Linked DNA regions of Mus musculus: regions 1 and 3 are each linked to region 2. The links are chromatin contacts, called in public HiCAR-type and HiChIP or PLAC-seq maps. All regions are on one chromosome and are shown on one strand. The core of a region is the stretch at or near the end of the contact, and the rest is flanking DNA. Distances in the headings are between cores, read along the strand shown.

Region 1 (4,305 bases), core at 995-3,494, 640 kb before region 2:
GGAGGCTGTGTGTTCTCCAATGGCTGCATTACTCATGCGGGATACAGAAGGACAAATCTAGAGCAGCAGGATAAATGAGGCCAGGTGACTGGGGAGGCAGGGCTCCAGAGTTTAGTGGCTTAGAAGGAAGGGCACCATTTTTCTCGGAGGTGAGGGTCAGTTTTCCATCCTAGGGTCTTTGATGAGGAAAGCAGACATTAATCCTACAGAAAATAAGATGAAAATGTTACTCACCTCTGAACCAGGCTTAATGATGAATCAATAGATTTGCCTTCAGATTTCCAGTTTCAGTGCCCTGAATCTAAACAATGGGCAGGTCTCTGGCTTATGTGCACCTAAGACTTACAGTTAAATTAGTTTTTTTTTCTCCCATTTTCTTACCAAATGTGAAGCAATGTAATCTCTATAACATACTCATTAGTAAGATCCAGAGCCATTAAATCCAATCCTCGGTTTTCACCCATGCTATCAAATACACATTAACCCCTCTTGCTTTTTCACTTTTCAGAGAATGGAAATAACAGTAGAAAATTCATCTGAATTTTGCTCACAAACACAGAGAGCTACAATGTTCTGAGGAATCTACAGATAATAATGAACATTTTTTGTCTTCCTGACTTCTCATGTGTATTCTGTGTGCATATGCACACATGCATGTGTGCACGCACGCACATACACACACACACACACACACACACACACACACAGAGAGAGAGAGAGAGAGAGAGAGAGAGAGAGAAAGAGAGGTGTACAGGTGTATTCAACTGTGTGGAGGCTCCAGAGTTAATATCTGACGTCTTCCTCACTCTCCTTTGCATTCACTGAGTGGGTCTCTTGTTGAGCCCAGAGCTTACAGATTGTGCTGCTTGGTTACCTAGATGGTCTCTAGCACTCTGACTCCACCTCCCCTCCAACCCCCCAGATTGCTGGGAATCTAAGTGTCATCCTGCCTGCCTGCCTTTCAAGTGTGTTTGAGGATCCAACTCTGCTTTCCATACCTGCTTTTTATGGTAGGCACTTTGGCCACTAAGCCATGTCCTTGGCTGTCATGTATACTTTTCCATCTACAGGTTCCCTAAAATGTTGGAGCTCCTGCCCTTCTTACTGTGATGTCATCACTTTCTTTTCCACCATGGATATAGTAAGTGGCACATTTGTCCTATAATGGTACCTTTGTGAGACAGACAGAGCTAATTTTTCATTCTAGATACCTGAAGCTACAGGCTACATTGAAAACAGGGAAAAAAAAAAAAGCCAGCAGTTCTAGGTTATGCTGACACAGGTAATGACTTAAAATTCCTCTGAGCTTAGATTTTTTTTTTTGTGCTTATGAGTCTCTAAATTAGCTTTCATTATCTCAGCAGGTCTCTGCCTTTTGAGTTTTGAAGCCATCGTTTATGAATATAGCCAGAGCACTGAAGTTGTTTGCTTTTAAGGTAACAAACCCCTGCTGGATGGGAAGGTGTGAGGTATTAGGGTTAGTGAGAATTGCAGTCAGTGGATATAGCATTGCTCTGAGGTGAATTAAAGAAGTCGAGCTTGATTTGATTTCAGCTGCAGTGTCTTTAGCCGGTACCAGAATGAATCCATGCCAGAACTGGCAGGGACTTTGAAGTGAGAGAATCCCTGTGGATTTTGTATAATCGCACCACACGAAGGAGGGAATATATGAAACACCTGTGAGATGCCACCCTGCCTCTGGTCCTGTGAAGAGGTTTAATGTTTAGACTCTCACACAGTGAGTCTCAGCCTAGTGGAATTTCTATCAGCAACAGAGAAAGTAGGCTCATGAGCAGCAAATACTATTTGCATCACTTAGAACCACAGACTTGAAAAGGACTAAGAAGTCATCAAAACTGCCTGCCCTGCTCTTGGAAAGAAGGCCTTCCTTGCAGAAGGCAGAGGACACTTGGCTATCTGGACCCAATTCAAAGGTTACAGGCATCTGCATAAATCATTACCCCTGCTTACCAACATCTGCAGCTAGTACACAAATTCTCAGAAATAACATGCCTTTAGACCTGGCTGGGGTTCTTCCAGTTTTTGCTGGAAGAAATAGGGTGCTTCATATTGTTCAGCCATATACTCAAAGCTCTATGGCAAAAGAGTTCATTACATGGTGAAAGACACTAGCTTGGAGAGTATTTCTTGGAGGAAGTGCTCTCATCCCTGACTCTATCCTCTGCAAACTCGAATTGTATTGTCTCAAAGACACTCTCATCCCCTCTGGACAGCCAGTCTGCACACTAGATGGCAGTAATAGCCCAGTTTCAGAGTCCCTTTTTGTCTTCCCCTCCCCCTTTCTCTTCTGGCATAATCTTTTCTTGTCCATAGCAATAGAGAATAAAAGATGCAAATAAAATCCCTTTATTTTGTACAAGGCTCATTCAGAAAAGCTGATATACAATTAAAATGATCAGGAAATAAATATTTTAAACAATATTGAAAACTTCAGGCATGGTGGGTTTTTCTTGGTGGTAGAGGAAGGTCTCTGATTCATTTCTTTGTTTGTTATTCTTTTTCAGGCATAGTTTAATTACCAAAAGAGGCTTGTTGAGGCCCAAGGTCTAAGCTTAAATGAGATGATAAAAATGTATTTTGGAGATTTTGGAGGGAGTAGGAGGCAGGAGGAATCCAGCCAGGCCAGTTTTTTTTTTCTCAAATCCCGTGCTTTGCTAGCAGATTGACTCTGTGCTTTATACAACATTAATCTGGATTTCCTAGACATTCAACAGTCAGATGCATGCTCAGAGCCGCATTAAGTATTGCTCATTAACAGTAAGTAAGATACTGGAAACAGAACTATAAACCAAACGAAAGTCTCCTGACATGAGTAGGCCCCTTTGGACTGTTTGTGTAAAATTTAAATCTGTATTGGTGAGCTAGAAAGAGACAGATTCTGTGTCCGTGAAATGTTCTCAGGCCTCTAGAATGTCCTATCTGAGGTCTACTTGCAAAAGAAGGCTCCACTCTTACTGGTGATAATTCATGCTGTTACCAAAGCAGTAAAAACACAAAATGCATATACTGAAACAAATGTGTCACTCTTAAATTGAATGTTGCAGCCACGGCCTTTCCCTACTCCTAAGCACAGCTCCAGCTTCCTGTTGGAATGCACAGGCCCACACTATGCTCCCATTTCCAGCAAATTCTGCAATCATCTCTTAAAGGTTGCCACAGAGAAAACCTAAGCAGCATCCTAAAGAACAACTCAAAGCCACGGGCAGATATGAATTTTTTACTTGGCCCACATGTGAAAATGATTAATGCATTATTTATAGATACTGCCTTTCCAGGGAGCTCAAGGTCATCTGTGGACTCCCAGACAAAGGGTCAAGTCTTGAGAAGCTGGCCTAATAATCGGTGCTGACAGTTTCTTGGACATATTGCAGTGCTTTAAGTAGATGTATTTTCCTACTTGGAAAGAACTGTGAAACCTTTTTTTTTCTTTTTATTCCTTTTAAATTAGTTAGCTACTCACTTATCTGACTTGATTACAACTCATTAACTTTGATCAGAAGGAGGGCATGGGCAGGAGTGTTGCTATGGCCACCTTCTGTCTTCCTCGAGCCTCTGCATCATTCTACTCTGAGAAACATTACAACTAGCCTTTCCATGTAACAAATGTACCTCACTTGCCTTATCCTGTGTCATTGATGCTTCCAGACCTTCTAGGGCTCAGAAAAGAAAACTCAGCGGTAGCACTGTGAAGCAAAGACCAGACTTTTAGATCATTCATTCAAGAACACAAATGGGAAATCAATTCAATATATGATATTATACTTACCTACAGCAGACAGGAACCAATATAGATGACAACTTAAAGGCATGGGATTTGGTATAATATCATATATTGAATTGAAGGACAATCTTTGAAATGATATGTATAACTTTATCATATAGAGAATATGGACCAGTTTTACCGAACAATCATGGGGCATACTATTGAGGTGCCAATTTCTAGTATTTAATGGGTAATGCAATGTGAAAGGACATAGGGAAGATTTGGCCGCTCTAATGCAGGAAGTAAGAAGTACATTCCAGAAAATGTGAGCTGCTTGCTTAGGTAAATATTCAAGTAAGTATTATACAAAGTAGATGGATTTCTAGGCTCAGCATGCACCAGCAATTCTAAATAGCTTTCTCCCTCAATTCTCCTGTAGTATTGTCTAAAGAGGAAAGGCTGCAATGGTCCCATCCTATCTCAAGGCTTGTATTACTACCTAGCTTCAGACATTATAAATCATAACAAAACAAAAGCGCTACAATTAATTATTCTGCTACTATAATTGCTCCCAGAGGCAG
Region 2 (4,440 bases), core at 1,366-3,865:
CATCAGGCCACATTTTTTTTCCTGGAATTGGTACTAGATTGTGGCCTCTGTTATATTCTGTAAGCTAAATCAATACAAAAGTCCAGCTGCTTTTTATGTAAAGTGCCTTGGCATGAAGATGTGTCATTCATAAGAGACCATATAAGTTTACAGATTATCTCAATAAAATATATTACCAATGTTAAAATGAAATTCTATATTAATAGTTGTTCTGTTTTCTAATTAATTTTAAAAGTTATCCTTCAAAGTAAGAGGGCCTCATATGCATTTGTCTTTATACTTTGCTCTCATTCACCTCTGTTCCCCTCCTCCTTTCTTGATAGCACCCATCCCTTCCCCTAGACTTTATTTTTTTGTGTTCTGTACATTTAGTTACCTTCTTGTTTTTCCCCCTCTGCTGAGATCTACCCCTCCTCTTTTATGCCATAGAATCGTGATTCCTAAGTCTCTAGGCTGCAGCATCAGCACTACCATGGAACTTTCCATAACTACAAATACTTGAACTCCATCCTAGACTTACTGAATAGCAAACTTGAGGAATTGGCCCAAGTTATCAAACCTTCCAGGTGTTTTTGTGGCATGGGAAAGTTTTGTATCCAGTGGAAATGAAATATATTAAATTGAACTAATGCTACAAATGTAGAATGGTAAAGGGAGCCATGTAGCTGACTTTTGCTATGAATGAGTAATTTATACTCAATTAAGGTCTCCTTTGTTAACAATGTTGATGTGACTATTCCTCTATTTATATAAATCACCCCCCAAAACAGAGGTGGCAAGTAAATTCATCAGGGCAAGTTAATCAGCAATCCAAATGCCAAAGTGAGAAACCTCTGAAAACTGATTGAATATTATCTCTCCTAATCTCTCAAATGGTTATGTAAATGGTTACACACACACACACACACACACACACACACACAGCTCAAAGGACAGACAAAGCAGACAGAAATACTAGAGAAAGACTTCCTTTCCTCAATTGCCTTTTTGTTACATTTATAGTTGGATTAATATCATTTTATCTTTGGATAATTTTGTCATAAGTAATTTCTTCTCAGGGATCTAAGAGGGAGAGTGGACAGTTTAAAAACAAAAGGAGAAGGCATATGTGATAAATACTGTCACAATATTAACATTGCTGACAGCAACACATTTTTTGAAAACTTCCTGGGACTATAAATCTAAGATAAAGATTCTAAGTCAGTAGAGAATTAGCAGTGTGTCCAAGAATATTGTGTGGAACAAAGACTCCATCTTTCTCAGTTTTTCCTTGTTCAATCCAGTGAGCATAAGGATATACTGGAAGTTAAGTTGCTATGGAGTCTTCTAGAGTAGTCGAGTGTTTGCAAAATTAACCTCTCTAAATATTGCAAGTGGAAATGGCCTATTGAACTCCATTAATTGATTAAATTCTACATGCCATTAGTACAGCGCTTGTTTGATTGCCAATAAAAATGAATCATGGGAAGTGGTTTGCTAGGAACAGGAAGGTATAAATAGAAAGGATTCCAGTCATATCCAGGCTGTAAGACACATGCATTATAGATTCTCAGGCAAGAGCTCGAAGACCAAATGCTATTTAAAGCTCAAGACACTCAATTAGAATATTAATGAGGGTCCTTGTGCTAGTAGAAGCCTGGGGCAGGTCACATTTTACTTTCAATTTTTAAAATGTTTCTCATATTTAGTAAAATTTTAAAGCACACACAACTATAATAGGCACCAAAGGGGAGACACAGACTCCTCAGATCTACCCTCTTATCAAAACAGGATCCATGACAATGTTTTAAAAATGTAGAAAGAAAACCAAAATGGCTAAAATAAAATGGGGACTGAGAGTTACTGGATGCAGTGTCTCTACTCAAACCACAAGGTAGAATGGATCCTAGAGCAGGATTCTAGACTCTCACTCTGTAATTCTGACTGTATGTCAACAGGATGAAGTCTGAAGGAGTTGAAAGAATATGATTTATAGTTTATCCAAAGAAAGCCAAATCTGTGGCCACCGAGAAGATCACGAACGGTCACTTTACTTGTAAAGATCTTAAGCACATTTTATCTCATTTGATTCTTAGGTTTCTCTAAGAAAATGATTCCAATTTCAAGAAGATGAATGATTGGTAAGGAAACAAGTTGATACACTTCGATGAAAGGGTCTGACTTAAGAACAGTCAAAGCAGTTGGTCTCAGTGAAACCAGCTTGTAAATACTAGATTCCTTACTGTTTGTGGGTGTGACTGGTCATTACTGAGTTTGTCTTGGGGTGGATGAGCTTCAACACCAACTGCTAGATAATACATAGCCGTTATAACTATGATCCAGACATTTGGGATGTCATTGTTCTGTCTTGTCACCTCATCTCATATATCATTGTGGGCACTAGTTTAAATAAGCAGTAAGACAAGAACTAGGAAGCCTGTATCACTTGCATCTGCTTCTCTCATTTGCAAATCAGGGTACAGGCAGCAACAGGAGCTACTAAGTTTAGCAACAAGGCATCCTGTGTTTCCATAAGTGTCCCATTTAAACTAAGAGGCAACTGTGTGCAATCCCTTTAGAGAGGAGCTTGCTTCTTGGAAGACCCTTGGGAACAGGAGCACCTGCACAGTAGAGGCCCACTCTGTGAAGGGTGCCAGCCATGGTGATGCCACATCACATGCTCAGCATCTGACCAAGGATGTCAGAGGTTTCTGAAAGCCAGTTGGCAAGAGAAAATAATGACAGCTCTGTTGAGGCTTTTTCTTTGCTTTTCTCTCTGAATCTGACTACCCTCTTTCATGCTTTGACCTATCTTCTACTATATAGTCCAAAGCCTGGGACATTTAGCCAATTTATAACTGTTCGATGCAGAAGGAAACATCAAGACAGCTGTATGGATAATAGAAACTGGATGCCACTTAGTGGTGCTCGTTTTTTGAGTGTTAAACATTCAGGGTAGGGGCTCTTTGTTGGTTTGAACCATTGCTTTGTAAGGCTGGAGTCATTTCTGTCATTTTTCCAGCACTTAGTGCATTCCTGGCAGAGGGAGCAACAGAACTACCAAATTGACAAAGGGCAGCATGCTAATTTATGCAAATTCAAGTTGATCTGAACATGCATTTTGCTTTTATAAGTGTACTTGGGTAACTTCTGGAAGGGAACTCCTGAAGTGTTCTCTCTTCCTTCCTTTCTTCTTTCTCTTCTCTCCAATATTTTCCTTCCTCTTTAATGTAACATAAGAAGAAAATGGGTAACAGGTAAAAGATCCATATCTGTCCATGTTAACAGAATTTTACTTTATATTTGAAAGCCCATTAGGCCAAAGACACGTGTTGGAAATGGGATTGTCTTTCCTTTTAAGAGTTTGCTCTTTAAGGGTATCTCAAAAAAAAAAAAATGAACAAAACAAACACCAATTCTTTGCTGTGGATCAGAACTCAAGTTATAGCAGGTGTGTCAGGAGTGAGTCAGTTTCCAGTATATTTTAGAACCCCTCCACTGTCAACCATCCTGAGATAAGAGGCCAAATAAAACAGTGTCTGTACAGGCTCTAAAAGCAACATATGTTAACTTGGAACAAGGCAGAGCCCCAGCTGACCATCATGCCTGTCTTTACAGTTCTTATCAGTGTAGCATTAAGACTTAGCATTAGAAAACAAAATGCTGTAAGTCATCGCCCATCAATAGAGTTAATTTTGTTCCTTTCTGGTAATTTCTTAATCATTAAAGATCAACTTATATCAAAAGATTAGGTCAGGTCACATATATGTTGTTAATGTACTTTCAGCCTTAGCATTACTGTTTGAGATGTTTTCAATAGAAGCTAGTGGTGTATCCTGCCCAAAGCCCAATGACCTACTGTTAAGTAGAACACAAAAACTAAAGCTGCTGTGCTCACAAACAGAGTCGTAAGCCTCTTTGAGAATGACATCACCCCACATATCTATGCGCAACATGTTACTTGGATTCCAGAATTATTGCCTAGATTCTATCCTGCCCCATGAACTAATACTATCCTCCCTTGTCTCCTTTCCAAGTTCTAGACTATATCTATATTTACACCTGATAATCCATATATAAAAATACACTCTAGGCTAGAATTCACACGTGAAAGCAAATGCATGAGTTATAGAGCAGGATATGCTGCTAACATCTTTTCCAAAGTTTCTGTCTTCCATGATGAATATGAGAATTCTACTTTCTGTGTAATGAAGTAGCAAGAACGTGTTTGCTTTCCCAAAGATTCTAGCATGTGTTGTTTCTTTGAGGCAGCATTTTTAAAAGTCAGGGTTGCCTTTTAATTCCATTGCCATTGTCAGTAGGAATTAGGTATAACTAGCCACTCTAAACACATGTCACAGTGATCCGCTTAGAAAAAAATGACTTCTTTAAAATCTTCTGGGCTTTGAGGATGTTAAAATCTGAAATCCCCTTTTCTTCTGTTTAAACCTACATCAAAAC
Region 3 (4,545 bases), core at 1,301-3,800, 840 kb before region 2:
AATCACAAAACAATTTCTTACTGTCTAACTTGTCATATTAAAATGTATTTAAGAGCTATGAATGGTAGTATGTTGCTGTGATTTCAGCAAGCTGAAAACTGAGTCAAAAGACTTGTTACAAAGTTTATGTTCAGCCTAGCCTACATTATGAGACTATGCTTCTAAATTAAATCAATAAATTAAGCAATATCTCTTCAAAACAAAAAAGTCTATATTTAAGGGAGAGATGGGTAGATGCAATATTATATGTGCTTCCTATGCGGACACTTTGTCTCACTTGTAGGCACACACACTGACTGCTTGTAATCCCCAAACAACTGATTTTGTAAACAGAATGCATTCACTGAAATCATTATTAAATGTCCTAGTTTTCACTCAGTACAGCATTTGCCTTTACTCTGTGAGCACAAAGATCTGAGCTCAATGCCTAAAACCAATGTAAAAATGTTGAACATGGTATATAAGGAAGGAATGCTGGTTGGAGAGGTGTCCTAGGGGCTAAAATACTTGTGATGCTCACATGAGGACACATGTTCATAGTCTTCAGGACCCACAAAAGCCTGGATACACTGGTAAAAGATTTTAATCCCAGTGAGAGGTGGAGACAGAATTCTTGAAAGTTGGTGGTTCTTGACAAACCATCTTGATAAACACAGCAGGAAACAGCAAGAGCCCATGTCTCCAAGTGGGAAGTGATAAGAGACACCTGAAGTTGTACTCTGATGCCTGCATGTGATGTGACACATATGCACCTTCACTCACACAGACATACATGCAAACATACACACACACACACACACACACACACACACACACACACAGAGGATGGATAGATGAATGCATTGACAGACAGATAGATAGATAGATAGATAGATAGATAGATAGATAGATAGATAGATAGATAGATGGATAGATAGATAGATAGTAGATTTTAAGATAGTTTTTTCCTTTTTCTGCTAATTTCAAAGCAGGAGCTTCTGTTCCTCAGTAGAAAGCTCTAAGCTAGATTTCTGCCTTTGCTTTCTGCTCTAAGTTCCTCCTCCCCCAGTCATTATAGCTCCTTCTAACATCAAGTGTGTGTGTGACCCTTTTGTTATGTTTGGGCTTTGTGTTTCCATCTGGAGCTTGGCAGTTAACACTGACCTCATGTTTTGATCACTGTCATTGGCTGTTGGTGATGGTGATTCCTGGAAACCTAGTCAAGCCTAGTGGCTTGGGACGAATGAGTATCTCTCTTAGTTCAGTCCCTCTGTCCTTCTGTAGCTCATAGAAACACAGTCTATTACAGTTCTGGGCATGCACGCGCCTCTTATATACTATACTAGTAGGTGATCCAGAGCACAGAAAGTACTAGCAGCTCTCCTCACCTTCTCTACCCCTTTGCTAACATCTATATCCTCACTGGCAGACACCTGCTCATAGTTAAGTAAATCCAATGAAGTCAACTCTCCTCTTCCACAGCCTTCTGTTGTCTTTCTAGCTTAAACTAGGCCTTGGATACTATGATTGTCCTAAAAGCCATGGGGAATTTTAAACATTCCTGTGTTGTCTCCCAGATGTTGTTTTACTATGCCCAGAGGCAGAGAGCAGGGTCAGTGTGTGTGAGTGTGTGTGTGTGTGTGTGTGTGTGTGTGTGCATATGCTCGCATGTGCCTGTGATCTGTTCACTGTATCTTGTCAGCTACCTTTACAGCTATATAAAGGCCTTACAAGTATCCAAAAGTGGTCTCAAGGGTTATCACTTTGAGTGACAACAATACCCTTGTCATAAGAAGGCGCTTACTCTTAAAGATTCGATAAGGAGTTTGCCATTCAAAGAGAAGAAGTAATTTGTACAAATATACACAGCAGCTGAGGAAAGCCACAGCCAGGGCCAGAACCTAGCATTCCTGACTATGTGAAGGGTTTTTCCATCAGATCATCCTTAGAGTAGGTGGTAGATAGTGATGATGGGAAGGGAAGAAGGGAAATGGACAGTTGGGGAAGAAACACATGACCCATCATTATTCCATATAGCTTTCATTGAGACAGTAATTTTTCAAAATAATTGCATCTGTGAAATTCTAACATTTTCTGAATGAAGGATGGACAAAAAGAAAAAAAATGAAAAATAACTATAGGTGAGAGATTTTTCTCTCTCACCAATTCAACTGTCTTCATTCAGCCCATTGTATGATGATCTGAATCAAAATGTGTTGGTTTAGGCAATTCAGTTTAACAAGATGACAAGTACCGCAAAATAACAAGTCAGTTTCTCATGTAAATTTACTTTTTAAATTATCAATATAAATGGCTCTGTAAGACTGAGCTGATGAAGACCTTAAACTAAAAACTCTCCGGGAAGTTGCTAATTCTAAAAGCTAAGGAGCCAGGCAAACAAAAATAAACTCTCAGCAGGACCACTCTGCCTGCTCCCTCCCACCTTGAACCTCTCTGAATTTCTGGTTTATTTTAAGCCCATGGGGAACAAAACCCTGCCTGTTCCTTAACAAGTGAGAATGACTTGCCCAGACACACAATAAAACATTTGTGACAAGCAACCATGCACACTCTTAATCCAGATCATGCTCAGCACAAGGTTCGATGGCTGGCTGGCTCAACAGTGGGCCTTCTGTCTGAGCTCCTCGCCAGGGCTGAATGCCAATTGTCTTAAATATGATTGCTCCTTGAACCCCAGCCCCTCACAGATACATGAGAGTTCCCCTGGAATGCCAAAACCCAGCACAGTTGACTAAGGATATAGTTTTAAATTACATTTCCTTCATTCTTGGTTGTTGGTCATTTTTCTTGTTTTTGTTTAGTTTTTGTTTTATATGTTATAAATAGTTTATGAAACTATTTATAGCACACACACACACACACACACACACACACACACACACACATATATATATATATATATATATTTGTATATATAATATATATGAGAGAAGAAATATATATGAAATTCTCCTCTCTCTTACCCTCTATTGATTATTCCCTGGCTTTATCTTTGAACTTCTTATTTCCATGTAGTCTCACAGTGGCTATAGCACTGGAAAGAATGCCATTCCTTCTCACAGTAACTATAAACAGTTAGTGGCTCTTCAGGAAGAGATGGAGCCTCATGTCACTTTCTTTATTCATGATGAAGTGTTGAAGGGTCCGGTCTTGTTTTGCTTCTGTTTTTCATGAGTGCAAAGTCTATTCTGTATTGTATCTAAATAGCATTTCATGGCACTCCTGCCCAGCCTTTACCTCTTATATTCTCTTTGTTTCCTTGTCCACATTGTTCTGCAATCGTTTTGTGGGGAGAGTATAGATTTCTTGTGTAGAGCAGAACACTCAAGACACATTTATTCTCAACACTTTGACCCAGATATAAGGCTCTGCATTACCTGTGCCTTCTGCCAAAAGACACTTCTCTGCTCCATTCTGAGAGCACTACTAATGTACAGGTATGAACAAAAAACTTAGAAGGAAGCTCAACAACCTGACCATGTAGGGAAACAACGGCTGTATGTTACCACTTGGGCCCAGTACCTCCAAGCTACAGTCTTTTCAACAAGTTAATATTAATACCAGATGCATATTCCCTGCTGTGGAGTGGGCATCCAATCCAACCACAAAGTTCTTGGTGTTCCCCAATATAGTCATGCCCCTCTTGCGTCTGTGAGCATATTGCCCTGGCAGGTCACTACTGGATCAATCATGCTGTATAGCTGGATGAGAGCATTAATAAACTTTCTTTCTTGGCAGCCTACATAGTATATTCACTGAATCAGTAGAAAAGAGGGGAGAGATATAACTCAGTTATCACTGGACTCTTGTGTCTTATAAACAAAGTACATGATATCTTCAGCACCAGAGCCTTACTATTTATCATTGTTCATTGGAAGTTAGATCCTTAGTCTTCTTTTACTTCTCTCCAAACCTTTATGTATTCACTCCTTTGTTCTTTCTTCACAGAAAGCAGCTGCTTTGTGCATTAGATTAGCCCATGGAATCTCTTTCAATGATATCATCAATCTGATCCAGCCTGATACAGTACCTATCCTGAAGGTACACTAATATACAGTGTACCAAGAAGAAGGCATGTGATGTAGGTCTCAAAGTACACAGGAATAAACAAGTGGAAGAATGTTCTGGAGAGAAGAAATGGAAAAATAAACTGAGAAGGCTCAGTGCAGAGTTGTTCTCTTAACAGAGAAAACAGCAAGGTAGCCTATGGAAACCCCTTTGTGTGTCATGACTCCACATTTAAAGGCATAGCTCACACTATTCAATAGAGATGGCTTAGTCTTTACTCCTGCTAGTCATTATTTTACCCAGAATTATGTATTTCCAATTGTGAAAACACCATGTTTACCATAAGAGGATTAAAACAACTGTGAAGAAGAAGATGAGAATCTTCACAATTAGCTGTATTTTATTACAGATCTCTCTCACACACAGTTGCACATAGAATGTTGTTTATTTGTGAAGCAATGTACTTTTTTCTATTTTCCTTTTTTTGTTTGTTTGTTTTTTCTTGGTTTGTTTGTCTGTTTTGTTTTTTCAAATATG

Evidence for each region. HiCAR-type assays count read pairs that join an accessible place to other places. HiChIP or PLAC-seq counts read pairs in DNA pulled down with a chosen protein or histone mark.
Region 1: a contact with region 2 is called in a HiCAR-type map of astrocytes, with 4 times the contacts expected there. The contact joins two enhancer-like sites. A contact is called at or near these places in 4 of 484 Hi-C or Micro-C datasets (cerebellum, neural progenitor cells, neural stem cells and 1 more) and 4 of 115 datasets of contacts at active chromatin or transcription factors (astrocytes, neural progenitor cells, oligodendrocyte precursor cells and 1 more).
Region 3: a contact with region 2 is called in an H3K27ac HiChIP or PLAC-seq map of oligodendrocyte precursor cells, with 4 times the contacts expected there. The contact joins two enhancer-like sites. A contact is called at or near these places in 1 of 484 Hi-C or Micro-C datasets (stem cell-derived neural stem cells) and 2 of 115 datasets of contacts at active chromatin or transcription factors (oligodendrocyte precursor cells and stem cell-derived neural progenitor cells).

The regions. Positions count from the first base shown.
Region 1 is chr13:25,930,762-25,935,066 of GRCm38.p6, forward strand. Gm11351 (predicted gene 11351) reads right to left here. Exons shown (of 4, transcript NR_045062.1): 2 at 1-203. Among named protein-coding and RNA genes, the nearest start is that of Gm11351, 33 kb to the right of the region's middle. Within about 2 kb of position 2,245, at least 52 of the 459 cell types and tissues checked have an H3K27ac peak or open chromatin away from gene starts, as enhancers often do. A contact at or near this core is called in astrocytes, cerebellum, neural progenitor cells and 2 more, where this site is marked.
Region 2 is chr13:26,573,451-26,577,890 of GRCm38.p6, forward strand. No RefSeq gene overlaps it. Among named protein-coding and RNA genes, the nearest start is that of Hdgfl1, 190 kb to the right of the region's middle. Within about 2 kb of position 2,616, at least 34 of the 459 cell types and tissues checked have an H3K27ac peak or open chromatin away from gene starts, as enhancers often do. A contact at or near this core is called in astrocytes, cerebellum, neural progenitor cells and 3 more, where this site is marked.
Region 3 is chr13:25,736,246-25,740,790 of GRCm38.p6, forward strand. No RefSeq gene overlaps it. Among named protein-coding and RNA genes, the nearest start is that of Gm11351, 230 kb to the right of the region's middle. Within about 2 kb of position 2,551, at least 26 of the 459 cell types and tissues checked have an H3K27ac peak or open chromatin away from gene starts, as enhancers often do. A contact at or near this core is called in oligodendrocyte precursor cells and stem cell-derived neural stem cells, where this site is marked.